Regions from separate parts of the Rattus norvegicus genome. Here region 2 is linked to region 1. The links are chromatin contacts, called in public Hi-C maps. All regions are on one chromosome and are shown on one strand. Each heading gives the region's core, a stretch centred on a gene start, on an enhancer-like site or on the middle of the called end of the contact. The rest is flanking DNA. Distances are from core to core; before and after follow the strand shown.

Evidence for each region. A called contact is a pair of places that touch in the nucleus more often than the background predicts.
Region 2: a contact with region 1 is called in a Hi-C map of liver, with 4 times the contacts expected there. The contact joins the enhancer-like site here to the promoter of Asb6 in region 1. A contact is called at or near these places in 4 of 12 Hi-C or Micro-C datasets (the A7r5 cell line, Schwann cells, frontal cortex and 1 more).

Annotation. Positions count from the first base shown.
Region 1 is chr3:34,510,525-34,514,720 of GRCr8, reverse strand. Asb6 (ankyrin repeat and SOCS box-containing 6) reads left to right here and starts at 1,688. Exons shown (of 6, transcript NM_001399347.1): 1 at 1,688-1,912; 2 at 2,923-3,098; 3 at 3,872-3,978; 4 at 4,069-4,177. The coding sequence starts at 1,800.
Region 2 is chr3:34,573,691-34,577,886 of GRCr8, reverse strand. It overlaps Ptges (prostaglandin E synthase), which reads left to right. Exons shown (of 3, transcript NM_021583.3): 3 at 1,243-2,244. The coding sequence ends at 1,492. Among named protein-coding and RNA genes, the nearest start is that of Ptges, 11 kb to the left of the region's middle. Within about 2 kb of position 1,941, at least 2 of the 93 cell types and tissues checked have an H3K27ac peak or open chromatin away from gene starts, as enhancers often do. A contact at or near this core is called in liver, where this site is marked.

The DNA.
Region 1 (4,196 bases), core at 439-2,938:
TCAGAAGGTTAAACTGCTGCCATCTGGATCAGGGCAGCTTCCAAACCCAAGAGGGCTGGAGCCACTGAGGAAGGAGTGACCTGGATGAAGCCACAATGTCCAGTCTACATGGTGCTGGGTGTGGAACCCAACCAAGGCTACACGCATGTCAACCAAGCATTCTGACAGCTGAGCCATGTCCCAAGCCCCCAAGTGCAACTTTGGGGTTTTATTTCATGAATGTGAATGTTGTGCCTACATGGACGGCTGTGTACCACTTTTGTGCCTAATGCCCACAGAGTCCAGAAGAGGGCGACAGAGCCCCGTGGATTGAACCTGGGCTGCGCCATCTCTCCGGAAACCCGCCACCCTCCATCCCACTCCTTCCCTTTGGGAGATAGGGCCTCCCTACGTAGTCCTGACTGGCTAAGAACAGGACCTAGGTCCTTTCCAGAGCAGCCAGTGTTCTTAATTGCTGGGCATCTCTCCAGCCCCTTCTACAGATTTTTCCCCATTATTCCCTAAACAATTACCAACTTGATATTTACTCTGTTGGGTGCAGAGACATCTAGAACTGATATAGAGGAGCTGTGTAACCATTCCATGTAAGATCCTTGAATGCCCACTGGGTTTGGTGTCCTGGGCATCCCAGAACCAAGCTTGTGATCTCAACACTTGAGAAGTGGCGGCAGGAAGCTCAGGAGTACAATGGCAGCCAGCCTCAGCTATTCTGAGAGTTCAAGGCCAGCCCAAGCTATATGAGATCCTGTCTTTATTTTTTTAATATTATTTATTACATATAAGTACACCGTCAGTCTCTTCAGACACACCAGAAGAGGGCATCAGATCTCATTACAGATGGTTGTGAGCCACCATGTGGTTGCTGGGATTTGAACTCAGGACCTCTGGAAGAGTGGTCGGTGCTCTTAACCACTGAGCCATCTCTCCAGCCCCAGATCCTGTCTTTAAAACAAACAAGAAACTTTGTTCCGTGCCAGTAACTCTGTGGCAGATGGCAGGTGCCAAGCAGAGAGACCACAAGCCCCCACAAAGGATTGGAGCCATGGCTATGATGATGCAGCCTCAGGACCACTGACACCTACCCATAACTGGCCTTTCTAGAATCATCAGGGCCTTGCTGCAGGACTCAAAGTCGCAGCCACTCAAATTTGTGTAGGGGGAAGCTACCTGGTACAATTCTTTCTGTTGCGTCTCTGCTGCCTTCCCACTCAGGGTCTAGGGAAGTGATATTATGCCAATTTTACAGACCAGGACAGGAAGGGTCACCGAGTTCCTCCAGGAAAAGCGGGAAAAGTGGGCACCCTGTTTAGCCAGGGGGTGAAGGGACAGAGAATAATGAATTGTCCCCAGTATTTGTGGGGAAGAGTTAGGGTGCAAGGTCCTCATTGCGCCATTCAGTTCAGAGTAGAGAGACTTCCTTAGGAAGTGGCCAAAATCAAATAGGCTGCAGAAAGCAGTGTCCGGGCTCCGAACTGGGCCTATGTCACCTCGGGCAGGAGCAGGTCAGTAGCGGGGCCACACTCCCCCTTGGAGCTTGGACGCCCTGCAGCGGCCTCGCGGGGAATTTCAGGGCGGGGCGGAGCCGGGGCAGTGATGATAGTCGCGAGGTCCTCCCCGGCGGTAGGGGGCACTGTAATGCACATGAGCCCTCACAGGCCCTCAGGACAGGAAGTAGGGGTGGTAGGATAACTTCCGGTGCGGAACTGAGGCCTGGGAGGACGACTGCTCACCGGCGCGGGGTCTGAACCGGTAGATCGGGAGGTGGTGGCGAGTGGGTATCCGGACGCGCGGCCGACGCCATGCCGTTCCTGCACGGCTTCCGCAGGATCATCTTCGAGTACCAGCCCCTGGTGGACGCCATCCTGGGTGCCCTGGGCATCCAGGATCTGGAGCGGCAGGAGCCTCTGGATGAGTGAGTCGCTGCGGTCCCCTGTGGTTGTCGCGGCGGGAGCGGGAGCTGCGTGGCTGCGAGCTCGAGCGCCAGCCTGAGGTGGGCTCGCAGCGTCTTGCAGGGCAGAGGGCCAGGGCCCCGGAGCCGCTCCCTGTGCATGGATGCCGGAGGAGAGGTCCTGGCTGGGACCGACAGCGCTTTTTGCAGACAGCAGGCCTCTTCGAGAGTCTCTGGGGGAAGCAAGCCGGTGTGGTCCGTGTGCCCTGTGCAGACTTCCTTGGGTACTAGGAGCGCTACGCCTTCGGAGTGCTTGTGCCACCGAGACAGACCAGCACCCAGACCAGCACCGTGGGGTGGGATGCAGGGAGTAGGGCGGGGCAAAGGAATAGCACTGGGAGAGTCATGAGCCGGAATTGCAGACTTTCAGTCTCAACAAGGATGTCTTTTCTAAACCACACTAGCTCGCTCTTCTGCGGCCTACTCTGTAAATGTAGTGCCAGGCGGTTTCCAGAACTCGGAGGCGGGGCAGCAGGGCTGCACAAGGCGCTACTGCCCTCCCTTGGCGGAAACTAGCATATTCAAGAAGGCCGCCCTAGATAAGCGTTTGGTCAGATCTTGGATCCCACCTGTTGCAAGAGAAGAGGTCTGGTGGGTGAGATTAGGGAGAAGAGCAACTGAGGAGCATTGGGACAGGAAGGTGACTCTGAAGGTGGTGTCTGAGCCATTGTCCAGAGCTGGGGCAATGTATGGAGTAGTGTCCAGGCCCAAGTAGCACTTAGTAGGTAGTTTTGTCTAGGAAGGGTGAGAGCTTTAGGGCCACCCTCGTGGTGGTATGAGAGAGGACGGGACAGAGCCAGGCCTTTGACAGCAAGCTGAAGGATGGCTTTGAAGTCACTTCACACATTTGACCAAGAAAGAGTTGTGTCCCACAGAGCATGGGCAGTTTGTGTGGGTGATTGTGGAAGGGCACACAGGCTAGGGCCACTGGTCCCCAGGAGTTCCCACTTGGTCTTTTCTGCCTCTTGGTGCAGTTACGCTTCCAGTGAGGAGAGCCGGATCCTGGTCCTTACGGAGCTGCTGGAGCAGAAGGCCCACTCTCCTTTCTACCAGGAAGGTGTGAGCAATGCTCTGCTGAAGATGGCCGAGCTGGGCCTGACCCGGGCAGCTGCGGTCCTCCTGCAGAGTGGGGCCAACCTCAACTTTGAAGGTCAGCAGCGGCCTGAGAATGGGGGTGGGGGCGAGCAGGGCTAGGCAGTCAGCCCTGGCCTCTGCTTCCCCTCTTGTCTTTGGGGTGACTTCCCATGTTCTTTTCCTTTGGGTGGCTTTCTGGGGGCTCTTAGCACCTCTCCTCCCACATCTTCCAGATTAATCCTTCTGCTGTGGAGAAAGTACACTGGCAGTGCCCAGAGCTAAGGGAAGGTGATTTTCTCTGAGCTGTCCTGCAGGTGTTGCTCTGGTCCTAGGGGTGGGGAGATAAGCCACACTAGGCATCAGTGACGGCAGGCTGCCTAGGTTCTTTAAGCGTCAGGTCAGGGATGATGAAGTGTCAGCCACCTGCCTTGTCTCTGGCTGTCACCCCAGGAGGTAGGAGACAGGTGGGGCTGCCAGTGCTGACCCACACGCATGCTTTTGTGTCTTTCATTGGAGAACATGCTCAGAGGATGTAGGAAACTTGGGATCCTGCAAACTACAGATGGGGGGGGGGCTGGGGGAGGGTGTTCCAAAGCCCATCCACATGGTCAAATGGCCTGGCTGTGAGACACATTTGGAAGGCTGAGGCAGAGGGATCTCTGGTGACCTTGAGCCCAAACCAGGTCAAGGCTACCGGGGCTGGCCATGCTGCTGAGCTTGAGCACTTTGCGTTCTCCTCAGGACAGTCCTGAGGAAACTTCATCTTCACACCTGAGGTGGGGGTGCCAGGGAGAGTCTCTGAGGCTAGGTCCTTCGAGAACAGACTAACCCGAACTTCCTTGCCTTCAGACCCTGTCACCTACTACACAGCCCTGCACATTGCTGTCCTGAGAAACCAGCCTGACATGGTGGAGCTGCTGGTGCGCCACGGGGCTGATATCAACAGGAGGGACCGGGTAAGGGTCAGCTCCAATCTTGGGCATGATTAGTAGGTTCACCAGCGAAAGCCACCCCAGGCAACATGGCTGCTATCCCCTTTGGTTCAGATCCACGAGAGCAGCCCCTTGGATCTGGCCAGTGAGGAACCTGAACGCCTGCCCTGCCTGCAGCGCCTCTTGGATCTTGGAGCAGATGTCAACGCAGCAGACAAGAATGGTAAGAGATGGCTCAGAGG
Region 2 (4,196 bases), core at 692-3,191, 63 kb before region 1:
GAGACCAGAGGAGGGCGTCAGATCCCTTGGAACTGGAATTACAGATGGTTGTGACTCACCATAGGGGTGCTGGGTTCTGAACCTGGGTCCTCCATGAGAGCAACAAATGCTCCTCATTATCAAGCTTCTCTCCAGGCCCTGACTTTGAACTCTTGCTTGTAGTCATTTTCCAGCACACCCTGTCAAGTAGAGCTCGGGAGGAGCACATCCCCACCTGAGGATTTCGTATGCCCTTGGATGAATTTCATTTTCCTCACGTGTTGCCTGGTACCTCACCCCCACCCACTTCCCTCTTGTGTGCTTTACTGGGGCAAACAGGTCAACTTTGAATTCTGTGCTGTTCCTACCACAGGACCTTTGCACGTGCTGGGTACATCCCAAGAAGATCCTTCCCCTTCCTGGCTGGTTTAGCATCATTTAGTCTGGGACACATCTCCACCCCCTGACTACTGCCCCAGTCCCCCTGCAGCATTGGGGTGCTGGGTGCTCCAGGCCCCTACTTGGTTCTGCCTACTTCTTCGCACTCAGTAAGAAGTTGGTGGCTCCTTGCTAAGATTCATTTTTCCAAAAGGAAACAAGCAGAGGCCACTGAAATGGGTCACCACAAGAGGGCTGGGGCCAGGTTGGGTTTGGCCAGCGCTGCTGGTTGGATGCACTGCAGCTGGAACTGGCTGCTTACTGAACTGGGGCCGGTCCTGGGAAAGGTCATGGCTCAGTCACTGGGTTCATGTTTATCTTATCGTTCATCGGTGGCTCTGGGCATTCGCTTCTCCCGATGAGGGTGGTTTGACTGCCTGTTTCACCCTAGAGAGAGGTGACAGTCCAAAGGGGAACCTGGAAACTGAATGGTGGCTGTTGGGGCTCTCTCCGTGGGCTGTTTTTTTATGGTAGGGTTGTACATAGGCCTCCTGCCGCGCCTGTTCCCAAAAGAGTCAGACACCATGCGAGAAGGAAGGGAAGGTTCGCCAGAGTCCTGTGCTTGGCTGGGTTGATAAGTGGAAGAATCCTACAGTTATCTCTGCAAAGATGTTGCTTGGTCAGCTTTAGGGGTGGAAAGAGACGGAGACCAGCAGGAGACACGGCTCAAAACCTGCCTTCAGAGAGTGTCTGTCACTCGCCTCTGACCCCAGTTCTCTGAGTCCGCCTTTTTCTGCCTGGTGTCTAAGGGACAGAAGGGACTGTGGGGGGGTATGGGAAAAACTAGGCCCAGCACTAAGCCTGCTGTCACCCTCTGCTCCCCAGAGCCCACCGCAACGACATGGAGACGATCTACCCCTTCCTCTTCCTTGGTTTCGTCTACTCATTCCTGGGACCCAACCCTCTCATCGCCTGGATACATTTCCTCGTGGTCCTCACAGGCCGTGTGGTACACACCGTGGCCTACCTGGGCAAAATGAACCCACGCATTCGCTCCGGGGCCTATGTTCTGGCCCAGTTCGCCTGTTTCTCCATGGCCCTACAGATCCTCTGGGAAGTGGCCCACCATCTGTGACCAGCAGCTGAAGCCTCCTCAGATACCACAATGGGGGACGGAGCCATGAAGGCTGAACCAGAGGACTTGGTGCCCCTTCTAGAACAGGGATGGGCTCAGGTCCAGGGTTCCTGGCTAAGCTAGGTGTGTGGATCTCTGAGCCTAATGTGCAAATGTGTGTCTTAGCCTTTTGGGACCCTGGGTGATGTGTCCGATTAGAACCGCTTACAGATTGACAGAACATCCTTCACCTCACAAATGCCTTAAACTTCCTCTTACCCATAAAGCAAAGGACAGAAGATTGTCCAACAGAGCCATCATGCCATATAGGGCTAAGGATGAGGGCTTCTCAGACCTACCTGTAATTCTGGCACAGCCAGAGGAGAGACACGTGACTGGTGTGTGTCTCAGGGCGTCCTCACAAGAGGCCCAGCAGTGGCCGGCTCCCAGTGGAAGTAGGGTGCCAAGTTTTCAGAGGAGGGCAGGTCAGAGCTTCCCTGTCCCCTGTTGATACCTCTCTGTCCTGCCTTAGCTAGCACAGGCTCAGGGTGAAGCAAATGTTCCCAGCTCAGCCTGCTCCTGCGCGGCCTTGGCTCCTCCAAAGACTGAAAGTCAAGGATGGGCTTTGACCAACCGCTAAAAACCGCACCTGTGAGGTTTGAAGATGCCAAACATCTACTCCTGTGAAAAATCTCACCTATGTGTGTGCAGTGTCCCTCCAGAGTCCTCCTGAGACCGGTTCAGGCTTAGCCATTAAACAGCAGAGTGTGACCTGTGAACGTTCCGTGTCTAAGCCTCGTGCTGTCCCAGATGGCCCAGTGCCTACTGGGAATTTTCAGGTTCTGTTCAGGTGCCTATGTTTTACTTTTGTGAGGCAAGGTCTCACTTAGCCCAGGTTTGGCCTCAAACTTACTGTGCAGCCAGGACAACCTTGAGCTAACAGCCTACCTGTACCTCCTAAGTGCTGGGATTACAGGCCTGCAACACCACGTGTCAAGCCAGCGCAGACGCAGGCGACGTCTGGGTAGAAATCACTCCACCAGGCTGCTCCAGGGAAGTCCTTCTTCAGCAAGGAGCTCCCTGACAAGATGGTGTTTGCCTTGGGATCCAGAGATGTCTAAATCCTGCCTGCCAAGTGGGGACTCTTCCTGTAGCTGTGCCAACCTAGTAGCATGCTGGTTTTCTGCTCTACAGATGGAGACAGAAGTGACCACCTGAAGGGGTAGGGTCTGCTCCAGAACCTGGGACATTCGGGCTTCCCACCCAAGGCTGCTGCCTAGTTATACTACCTCTCCTCCTAGCGGGACAAGCCCTGTGCCCCAGACCTGCTCTAATGGGGTTGGGAGAGAGATTGTTACTGGAAAGCTAGCCTCCGTTTCAGCCTCAAACAGCTACAGTGTTCTAGAGGGAACAGCACTGCCCTCTGGTGGTGAGATGAAGCCTTTGCTCAGCTGAGAAAACAACTGTAGATAGGTACCAGCTGTCCCGAACACTAGGCTGGATGTGACCTTCGTCTGTCACTGCTCCTCCCCCCCACCGCCTCAATTAATACTTAAAAATAATTTAAAGGAGGCATTTCTGCATTTTAGATATGATCAGGTGCATTTGGGCAAAAGACTTCTGCATTTTAATTTTATGTAGATGGGTGTTTTGTATGAATTTATGTCTGTATTATATGTGTACCTGGTGCCCATGGAGGCCAGAAGAGGATGTTGGATCTGAAGTTACAGTTGTGAGCCATCGTGTGGGTGCTGGGAATTGACCCAGGATCCTTTGAAGAGCAGCCAGTGCTCTTAACCACTGAGCCACCTCTCCAGATCCATTTTAGTGTTTTAGATGAGGGATTCAAGGGTCCAAGAAGACTTGTCCTGAATTCCTGGGCTAGGACAGGAGAGAAGTCTGCAAGGTGGGGTCCAGGAGAGATAGGGGCTGGAGGAGTTCGTGCAGGGCAGATAAATATTTAATTCAGTGTTTTCCTCTCTATGCAAGGCAGATAAATATTTATTTCAGTGTTTTCCTCTCAAGAAGGTAGGATTGTTAGGGCTAGGTGTTCTAGTAAGAACCTGCTAGTTGCCTGCTTCAGAAGACGCCTCACTCACGATGTCTGTGTGCTGCGAGGCCTGTGAGATGGAGGCCAAGGGCCCCTCGGAGGGTCTACTCATGTGTCTGTTCTTGCCCATCCCCTAGCACTGCAGTGGGAAAGGCAGCAAACAAGGGACTGACAGCCTCACGTGGGGTAAGAAGTCTCGGTCCTCTGATCCCTGCTGGGCTGTCCAATGGGGAGGGAATCCCGCTGATGCAGCCCAGGAAGTGTAAAGAGATTCAAGTGTACACGCCTTTAATCTAGCACACGGGAGGCGACAGAAAGGTGGATGTCTGAGTTGGAAGCCAGCCTGGTCTACGCAGTGAGCCCTTGTCTCAAAAACAAAGAAGTCAGCACCGGTGTGCTATGGTATGAAGTGCATTGGATGGGGTGGGAAACTGGGGTAAGAGGACCATTAAGGTGGTCAGGGGTACCCTTGCTATGTTCAAAGTGGGCGAGAGGTGGGGACGGTGGCTTCAGCTGGGTGTCACGGGGCAGCTGGCAGGAACAGAGGCAGGACCCAGTGACCTGTTCTGGCCTAGCCCTCATGGTAGGGAATTCAGGGAGTGATCTCCTGGCTGCAAATCTGGGCTCGAGGCAGTGGCTCCAGCCTACAGCACAGGGCACAGCAGTGTCCGGGGA